3 separate regions of the Mus musculus genome follow, and regions 2 and 3 are each linked to region 1. Evidence: chromatin contacts called from public HiChIP or PLAC-seq and promoter capture Hi-C data. All regions are on one chromosome and are shown on one strand. The core of a region is the stretch at or near the end of the contact, and the rest is flanking DNA. Distances in the headings are between cores, read along the strand shown. Region 1 overlaps Tex2 (testis expressed gene 2). Region 2 overlaps Cd79b (CD79B antigen). Region 3 overlaps Ern1 (endoplasmic reticulum (ER) to nucleus signalling 1).

Region 1 (3,166 bases), core at 374-2,873:
CTTTTGGAATGAATATATTAGAATTTCAAATTTCTTTTTTTTTTTTAAGTTATTTATTTATTTATTATTATTATTTTTTAAATTTATTTATTTATTACATGTAAGTACACTGTAGCTGTCCTCAGACTCTCCAGAAGAGGGAGTCAGATCTCATTCCGGGTGGTTGTGAGCCACCATGTGGTTGCTGGGATTTGAACTTCAGACCTTTGGAAAAGCAGTCGGGTGCTCTTACCCACTGAGCCATCTCACCAGCCCGAATTTCAAATTTCTATTTATTTCTCCATATTTACATTTTTCTGGCCGTTTTGTGTACTTCATAAGATTTTTAGCATAAAACTATGGTTGTAGGCCGGGCGTGGTGGCTCACGACTTTAATCCCAATCCTTGGGAGGCAGAGGCAGGTGGATTTCTGAGTTCGAGGACAGCCTGGTCTACAAAGTGAGTTCCAGGACAGCCAGGGCTACACAGAGAAACTCTGTCTCGAAAAACCAAAAAAACCAAACCAAACCAAAAAACTATGGTTGTCACCTGGCATATTGGTGGTGCTTGTCTGTGATCTCTGCCTTTGGAAGGCAGAGGCAGGCGGTCAGCCTGGTCTAGATAGTGATTTCCAGGATGCAGCTGTGTAATGAGACCATGGCAAAACAAAGCAAAACAACAGCAGGCAGTGGAGCTGGAGAGATACGGTTGAGAGCAGTGCAGCTCCTGCAGAAGGCTTGAGTTTTATGTCCCAGCACCAAGTCAGGCCACTTCACAGCTGCCCTTAACTTCAGCTCCAGAGGATCCCAGGTGTCTGTACACCCACCCACATATATGCACATAATTTTTAAAAATTTAAACTCTAAAAGTATAATTGTCATTGATACAGTTTCTGAGTTATTTGTATACATAGTTATATAGGGTATAGAATCAGGAACATTTAAAGGTCACTGCTATATAATAATTTTCAAGGATCCTCTGTTGGCATTAGGTATTTCCAGTTTTATACATGAGGAGGCAGGGACTCTGTTCATCCCATGTTTTTGAGCCCAGCGTGACACTCCTCCCTCTCCCCTTCCCCCCTTTTCCTGTGGCACATCTCTGCAGAAAAAGCCCACGTCTAGACTTTGAGAGCCCCTTGCTGCCCTTACAGGCGTTCAAGGTGGCTTCTGTTTTCTTGGAGTGGTTTTGAACGCTATTGATCATAAATAACTTTTAGCTCTCCTCAGGTTACAAGCTTATTTGGGCTCTGTTAAATTTCTAGATTTGTTTCCCCTCCCTTCTATCTAAGGAATATTCTGAAAATGACAACATGATCTCTCTTTATTGAGAACTAAAAAAACAAAAAACAAGAAAGGAAAGCTGTCGCTGCAGTGGATGGAGGGGCCCTCTCCAAATCTGTCTGTTGTTTTCTCGTCTCTTTACATTCTGTCCTTATTCCCAAGAGAAGCATGGGAAACTCAGAAAAGGTCCACGTCAGACATATCCTGGGCGTGTCATCTGGCTCTGGTCAGGTCTGGAGTGTAGTGTCTGCATCACACATGCAGACGCACCCGCTCTTTGTCACCTGTGTGCTCACGTGTGTTACAGCCTGACCTCTTCACGCTTCCCCACACAGTTGGCTGTGAGACGGTTTCTTTTTTGAAGGGAAGCTGGCGCTGGCTCCCGAGGATGTGACACCCTTAGTGTAGCATGATTATGTGGAGCAGAGCAAAAGTGACTCATGCCTGGTGGCCCCACTGTCGAAACAGTGATGCTGTTACCTCCTGATTTCCACGCTCTAAGTGGCCTAGTGCTAACTTTAGCCAAGAGAAAAAAAGATGCCTGTGTCAGTCCCAGAACTACTGACTGACGAAGATATTTGTCCTGGGAAGATTTTAACTTTAGGACAGACAGCCTCAGTGTTGATCTAGTCAACTGTGGGTTGACAGTTTACCCACTACCCAGAGGGTGCAACATTACAGTGCTATTTAAATGTCACGACAGTTGGCTTGTTTTTAATCCAGTGAGTGGAACAGTAAAGGCAGGGTGCTAGGTGTGGGAATATTGTCTTATTAGAATTGTATCACAACCCTGTTCAGTTCGGGTATGTGCTGGTGAGGGAAGGGAGGCCCAGAGGCTTTCCTTGTCCATGGCCATGCTGTCTAGTGGTATTTTAGCCAGTGTTCTATTGTTAGTGATGCAATACCCCAGGCTAGGTAATATAGAAAAGAGTGTCAGATTTAGTGGTACCCACTTGTAATTTCAGCGTCTGGGAGGCAGAGGCAGGATGCTTGCAAGTTTGAGGATAGCCTGGGCTGCGTTCTGAGACCCTGGCTCAGCAAAACAAAGAAAAGGTGTTATTTTTGCTCATGGTTCTAGCCCAAGTTGAGGGGTTTATCTGGTAAAGGCTGTCTTCCTGGCAAACTGTTGATGCACATGGGGAATCATGGCTGGTGACAGGGATACTGTGAACATATGTTCTCTGCCTTCCCTGTCTTTTTTCTTGGCTTCCACCTTGGTGGCAATGATGTTTAGAAAGGGGGACACCAGGTGCTAGAGAGGTGGCCCAGTAGTGGGTGTTCCTGCAGAGGACCCGGGTTCTGTTCCCAGACCGGCATGGCAACTCAGCCATTTGGAACTCCAGTCCCAGGGGATCTATTGCTCTCTTCTATCCTCTGAGGACAGATAACAGAGCAGAGGGGTGGTGGTGTGCCCAGTTTGCCAAGCCCTGTCATAGGTATAATGAGTTCTTTCCTGCAGCATGCCTGCTTAGATGTCTAGATCTGCAAGTGACATCTTGCAGCCTTCCATACTCTGCTGGGTGAGTTGACTTACACAGGCCTCTAAAATGAAAGGGCCTTGGCCTGGCAGCTTCCGTCTCACCTGATTGGACTTCCTAGCCGGAGTCACATGCTGATTGTCTGGCTTGTGTTTTTTGTGCTTCTTGAAGGCAGAGAGGTTGGGCTCATCAGCTTGTCCTTGTATCCCCAGTTCCTGCTGTGTGGTAGGCATGCGATAAATAACTGTTGGATGCATGCTTGGGTCCATGAGGAAGAGTTTAACCAGTGGATCAGTATTCGTTCCTATTTCTGTTCCTGAGACTGACTATGTGACAGAAGCAACCAGAGGGAGGAAGGATTTGTTGTAGGGTGTTGTCCATCATGGAGAGGAAGTGTTTGGTTTGGTTCATGGTGGCAGGAGCATG
Region 2 (3,166 bases), core at 213-2,712, 250 kb after region 1:
CATCAATACCACCTCTCATTCTAGCCCCTGGTCCCCAGCTCTTGCTGAAGGGCCTGGGGTGGAAGGACAATAGGGTGGTGACATGGAGTAAGGAGTTCTCTGGGGATAGACTTGACCCAAGGCTTCTGGGAGTGCCATGTGGGATCTGTCCCCATGTTTGGGACAGGAAAGCAGAGACTTGTTGGAATCTGCAAATGGACTCAGAACACACTGGCTTCAAGAGGAGTCTAGGAGGACCATGGTTCACACTGACACCTGAAGAAGTTGCCAGAATGCCATTTCTCTCTCCCATTCCAAGGATCACCCAAAGCCTACAGCCCATCCTCCTGTGGAATAAATAATGTGCCTGACACCAGAGATCTTCGTGATATCATCTCTCGGAGCTGGGTGGGTGGGTGTGGTTCCGTAAGCTACGGTGACATCCGAATGTGGTACCTGTGGGCTTATAAAACTGTGAGAGGGAGTGGCTGCCCTAGTCACTCTACCTTTCCCTCTGGAGGCCTAGTTGGGGCCCTGAAACAGTTGCTGGAGAAAGAGGATCCAACCCACCCTTCTGATGAACAGGGACACCCTCAACCTGCTCTTCCTTAAACCGTTAAGAGAGAGATTCCTGCTGGGTGTGGTGGCACACATCTCTAATCCCAGCACTCAGTAGGCAGAGGTACTTAGATCTCTGAGTTCAAGGTCAGCCTGGTCTACAGAGTGAGTTCCAGGACAGACAAGGCTATGGAGAGAGAGAGAGAGAGAGACACACACAGACACAAACACAAACGCACAGAGAGAGAGACAGAGACAGAGACACACAGAGAGAGAGACATGCAGAGAGAGACACACAAAGAGAGATACAAGAGATAGAGAGAGACTGACAGACAGAGATAGATTCCTAAACAGGATTCGAATGGTGAATGTTGGGGGCTTTTGTTCAGGGTGATCCCTGTATCACAGGGAAGCAAAGTATCCTTACCCACACCCTCCATGGACTCTAATGCCTTACAAATTAGGTCGTGACCTACCAGCTGTGAGAGTATCTGGGAGCCCCTTAAACAACTGGGAAGCCAGGGCCAGTCAGCCTGTATAAGCCAAGCCTGCCTCCCAAGCCCCACTCTGTCGTTCTACTCCCTAATTGACCTCGGTGGAACCCATAACACATCTTTGCCGTTCCTGCTGAGAATTCAGGCAGGTGAATCTCTACCCTGGGCAGCATGTGGGAAAGACTGAGACTACCGATGCTATGGGGATTCAGGGTGGGACAAGTGGATAAGGCACACGGGCCTGGGCCTTCAGGTCAGAGTCCTTGTCACACAGTGAACCAGGATAGTTGGACTGGGCTGGCGGATCCACCCCCTGGTCTGGGCTGCCAGAGGGAACTGGCTTGTTTTGCCACCTGCCTTCACTGAGCTAGAGCCTCACTTTCCTGCTATTTTGCATACGAGGGCTAATTCTGTCCCCTACCTCCACTAGGGACCAGGCAGTCAGCCAGGGTGGGGGAGTCTCAACTTCTCCCCTAAGCAGGATCTCCTCTGTTTGGGGCCCGCCCTGGTTCAGGGGAGACCACATTTCAGCAGCAGGGGTTCCCTGGGCCTTGAAATGTTTGTTGACAAAGAATCATTTGGACAGGAGGCACCCCGTTCAGCAGACGCCCTCGCTGGGCAGTGACTTCCTTGGTTTTGATGCCGGATCCCTCCTGGGTGTGTTTTTCTGTTTCAGGAGAGTTGATGGTTTCACTCTGCCTGTCTTGCGGATCCCTGGACCCCTAGAACTCACACAGGCAGTGAAAACCTAGCTGGGCCATATGAGTGTGAGGGCCCTCTCAGGCCATATGAGTGCAAGGGCACACTCAGACTCCAGGTGCTTTATCTGCAACACGGGGATCATAAATGCAATCTGGCTGTCACAAGCCATGATGACCCATGCCTACTGATCCCAGCTACCCAGGCTGAAGAAGGGGCTTGAATTCAAGGCCAGCCTTGGCAATATACTGAGAACTAACTGTCTGAAAATCTGAAGGAAGGCAGTTGAGCCAGATACAGGGTATTTTTTATACAGAAAAATGTGGGGTGCTTCATGAATTTGTATGACAAGGCCTCTAACTAAGCTGGAGCCCTTGGATGAGGCTAGCCTGGCTGGCCATCCAGCTCCAAGCATCTATGATCTGTGCCCCCCACCCCCCTGCCCAGCACCGGGATTACAGATATGTGCTACTGTGCCAGGGGTTTGCACATTTGTTCTGGAAACTGAGCCAAAGCCTTCACATTTATGGGGCCAGTGCTTAACCAGCTAAGGTGTCTTCCCAGCCTAAATGGGGTTTCATTTTTCTTCTTTGGTTTTTGTTGTTTGGTTTTTTGTTTTTGTTTTGGAGACACACAGAGATCCTCCTGCCTCTGCCTCCTGAGTGCTGGGATGAAAGGAATGAGCCACCACTGCCTGGCTTTGTTTTTTGTTTTTTGTTTTTTTGTTTTTGTTTTTTTTTTTTTTTGCTTTTTTTGGTTTTTTGTTTGTTTGTTTTGTTTTTTGTTTTTTGGGACAGGGTTTCTCTGTGTAGCCCTGGCTGTCCTGGAACTCACTTTGTAGACCAGGTTGGCCTTGAACTCAGAAATCAGCCTGCCTCTGCCTCCCGAGTGCTGGGATTAAAGGTGTGCACCACCACTGCCTGGCTTTTTTTTTTTTTTTAATGTCACATCAAATAATTAAGTTTGTTTACTTTTCTGTTATTCTGTGTCATTCATTCCATGAATTCTAAAACATGTCAAGTTCTTACTAACCGGGAAACGGAACAGGAACCAAAAGCTATTACCGAGCACAACAAATAAATATTGAACACCTCTTTAATGCTTCCAAATTTTTGTGAGGCACCCCCCCCCCCGCCCCCATCCTCATCTACAGGATACTGCTTAGCCCTATCTTAACCTTAGGAGTAATCTTCGTCCCATAACACACTCACAGGAAAAAAGTCGAGCAAGCTCAGAAAAACTGGCCAACAGCCACAGCCAGGTCTTGTGTGATCCAAAGATCCATTCTGCTACTGCTTCATGGCTGCCTCCCTCATGGGACTGGGTAGCAACAAAACTGAAAGGGGGCGGAGGGGGGGTTGGAGAAGGAAGGGAGTTGGGGATAGAACCCCTCCCTGCCCATGGGACGATGGGACGGGACTCCAGTAGGTGTTTAA
Region 3 (3,166 bases), core at 291-2,790, 150 kb after region 1:
TTTGTTTGTAGTGTGGGGATTAAACCCAGAACCTTCTGCATGCCTGGCTAGCTTTATTTTTCTGTGTAAAAAGGTATCAAATTGGTGACCAACTTTCACTAGACTTTTTTCAATATCTGACTTAGGTGATTTTACAGTTTTCCTTAACTAGAAAATCTACTCTCAGAAGAGTTGTAATTTACCATTGAAAATTTTTAAAGAATGTCAGGGTCTAAAGGTATTTCCAAATATATTGTTCTAAAATCTCTGAACAATGGCAGCATCACTGTAGAATTGTATGGTCTCTCACAGCAATTGCTTAAAAAGAGGGAACAGTTATGTGGTCCATCAGAATTTGATGAACTAGAAAAAAGTTTCATTTTAGTCCTACATTTTAAATAGACATGGCTTCTCTCGAGTGCCAACTTCATCTCTATCTGGCTAGACATTTAGAAAATCTCTTCCATACAAGGTTATCAACATAGTTGGCCAGACTTCAGACAACACACCGACCACCGTATCTCAGGATGTGGAGGAGAAGCTCGCTCGCGCCCCTGCCAAGCCTGAGGCCCCCGTGGACTCCATGCTCAAGGACATGGCTACCATTATCCTGAGCACCTTCCTGCTGGTTGGATGGGTGGCGTTCATCATCACTTACCCCCTGGTAAGGCTTTGCTCTTTCTTAGTATCCTCCAAGTTCTGGTACTCCTCTGTCAGTCACTGGGTGTCAGTCAGGGCCACACAAAAGCAGGCAACATGTTTCATATTTAAAAGTCAATATTTGAGACAGATGTGGTATTGCACACACTGTAACACTTAGAACTTTAAGGCTACCCTGGTCTACATAGCAAGTTTAAAACCAGCCAGGGCTATATTGTGAGGGGAAAAAAGAGAAGTATTTGCTTATCTTCAAAAACATAATTAGAGATACTAGCTTCTCATAAAAGAACGGTTTTGTTTTGTTTTTTTAAAGATTTATTTTATGTATATGAGTACACTGTCAGTGTCTTCAGACACACCAGAAGAGGGCGTCAGATCCCATTACAGATGGTTGTGAGTCACCATGTGGTTGCTGGGAATTGAACTCAAAACCTCTGAAAAGTCAGTGCTCTTAACCACTGAGCCATCTCTCCAGCTCCCAAAAGGACAATTTGTAACTAAATCTTAGTGTTTTTTAAGAAAGGGTAAACTAGCTGATATATAGCTCTGCCTAAGATTATTTAAAATAGTTAATTGAATTGTGTTTTTAAAGGAAGGATAGATAACAGATGAAAATGTGCTCCTCACACTACTTAGGAGTGAGACCTGCTGACGGGTAAAGACTGGTATAGTGGTTCCTTTCACTTCCTAGTTACAAACAAGTCAAAATAAGCTGCTGTATCTGAGTAGGGAAGACAGAAGTCCCTCAGCAAGCCTGTGGGATTGTCTCAGAATACCAGCACATAGGCAGCTCACATCTCTATCGGGTAGGGAAGACAGATTTTGTATGCTTTGCTTTCTGTGGGCAAAGTGTCATTACCTAATCTTTCTAACTTCACACAGTCCTGTGAGGTCATTATTATTTATTCTCTGTCCACAGAAAAAGAAACTAGACTCTGGGAGGCAATGTGCCTTCGAGCTACTAGATGGCACTCCCGGAATTTTGACCCCAGATTCAAAAAGAGCTAGAAAACTCCCTTTTAGTGCACCTTCCATGCCCAGACAAGAATGTGTACAGACCACTGATGTTTCTCCTGATGGTGAAGCAGAGCTTTCAGAGTATTGAGAAGAGGGTCTGGGCAGCAGGAAGATGGGACTAGGCCCTTAGGAGCAGGCACCAGGTTCAGCCCCACCTACACTGCTCCCAGCATGCCTTCTAGACTTTGCCCCCCCCCCCCCCTTCTAACCTCTATTCAGGGACAGCTCCTCCTGGTGACCACTCAATCTCACCAGCCCCCTCCAGGGTTAGACTGGGCCCTACAGAAGTGTAAGATTACTGAACCAATTCTGTCTTGTTATGGCTTCTCTCTGACCTTGTGCCTTAGCATTCAAATAAGGCCAGCCTGACTCATTGGCCACAGGGAACACGTCTCCCTCTGACTTATTCTACTTGGAACTAGCCTGGCTGTGGGATTCTCTTCACAGAGCGTGCATCAGCAGCGTCAGCTCCAGCACCAACAGTTCCAGAAGGAGCTGGAGAAGATTCAGCTCCTGCAGCAGCAGCAGCTGCCCTTCCACCCACACGGAGACCTTACCCAGGACCCTGAGTTCCTGGATTCATCTGGCCCCTTCTCAGAGAGCTCTGGCACCAGCAGCCCCAGCCCATCCCCCAGAGCCTCCAACCACTCCCTCCACCCCAGCAGCTCTGCCTCCAGGGCCGGCACCAGCCCCTCTCTGGAGCAGGATGATGAGGGTAAATAGTTCCCCATTGTATCTGGGAGCAATACCTGGAACACAGAGCAAGCATGCTCTTCCCGGATTCCTGAGGGCTCACTGTTCTTTCTTCCCTGGATTCCTCCTACCTACTGATCTCTGGATAAAAGGCTCTGAACTGCTATTGGCCAGAGGGAAGTTTCCCATCTTCCCATCTGGCTTAAGTGAATTTTTAATTAATTAATTAATTAATTAATTAATTGCTTATTTATTGACAGGGTTTCTCTGTAGCCCTGGCTGTCCTGGAACTCACTTTGTAGACCAGGCTGACCTCAAACTCAGAAATCTGCCTGCCTCTGCCTCCCAAGTGCTGGAATTAAAGGCGAGTGCCACCACGCCCGGCTTAAGTGAATTCTTAAGACCCAGCACTGGCCAGGTTCAGAAGTGAAGCAATGGCCTATTTTCCTCTTGGGGAGTGGGCTTAGACATTGTCAGGCCACATCCTGGGAGGATTGCCACCGAGATGTGAAGGAACCCCAGCGCTTCTAGTTCTAAGCAAACTCTTTGTTTTACTGTCAGACCATACTGGGATGTTTTAGATATGGATCTTTGAGGTATCCTTCTTGTTGTTGTTGTTGTTGTTATTGTTGTTGTTCACTATTAACTAAATATGAGGTTCCACACAGAATTCTTCTCTTTGGAAAAGTTTAAGACTCCTGAGATAATGTAAAGATGATGTAAAAGCAGAAATAGAACGTAGGAGCAGGGGCAAAATGTTGGGGAGGAGGCAGGGGTCCCGATCAGTGGGCCTGACTCTTGCCCGCCAGGAGTCTGG

What was found. HiChIP or PLAC-seq counts read pairs in DNA pulled down with a chosen protein or histone mark. Capture Hi-C pulls out chosen DNA fragments and counts their contacts.
Region 2: a contact with region 1 is called in an H3K4me3 HiChIP or PLAC-seq map of the 230-238 cell line, with 12 read pairs. The contact joins two enhancer-like sites. A contact is called at or near these places in 1 of 115 datasets of contacts at active chromatin or transcription factors (the 230-238 cell line) and 1 of 9 other capture datasets (adipose tissue).
Region 3: a contact with region 1 is called in a promoter capture Hi-C map of adipose tissue. The contact joins two enhancer-like sites. A contact is called at or near these places in 1 of 39 promoter capture datasets (liver), 3 of 484 Hi-C or Micro-C datasets (CD4 T cells, the MNK3 cell line and liver), 2 of 115 datasets of contacts at active chromatin or transcription factors (embryonic stem cells and pancreatic cancer cells) and 3 of 9 other capture datasets (adipose tissue, liver and pancreatic islet).

Annotation. Positions count from the first base shown.
Region 1 is chr11:106,562,933-106,566,098 of GRCm38.p6, reverse strand. All of the region lies in intron 2 of Tex2 (testis expressed gene 2), which reads left to right. Among named protein-coding and RNA genes, the nearest start is that of Tex2, 48 kb to the left of the region's middle. Within about 2 kb of position 1,623, at least 94 of the 459 cell types and tissues checked have an H3K27ac peak or open chromatin away from gene starts, as enhancers often do. A contact at or near this core is called in the 230-238 cell line and adipose tissue, where this site is marked.
Region 2 is chr11:106,308,532-106,311,697 of GRCm38.p6, reverse strand. Cd79b (CD79B antigen) reads left to right here. Exons shown (of 6, transcript NM_008339.3): 6 at 1-357. Among named protein-coding and RNA genes, the nearest start is that of Cd79b, 4.4 kb to the left of the region's middle. Within about 2 kb of position 1,462, at least 27 of the 459 cell types and tissues checked have an H3K27ac peak or open chromatin away from gene starts, as enhancers often do. A contact at or near this core is called in the 230-238 cell line, where this site is marked.
Region 3 is chr11:106,409,100-106,412,265 of GRCm38.p6, reverse strand. It overlaps Ern1 (endoplasmic reticulum (ER) to nucleus signalling 1), which reads left to right. Exons shown (of 22, transcript NM_023913.2): 12 at 452-643; 13 at 2,104-2,371. Among named protein-coding and RNA genes, the nearest start is that of Icam2, 28 kb to the right of the region's middle. Within about 2 kb of position 1,540, at least 25 of the 459 cell types and tissues checked have an H3K27ac peak or open chromatin away from gene starts, as enhancers often do. A contact at or near this core is called in adipose tissue, where this site is marked.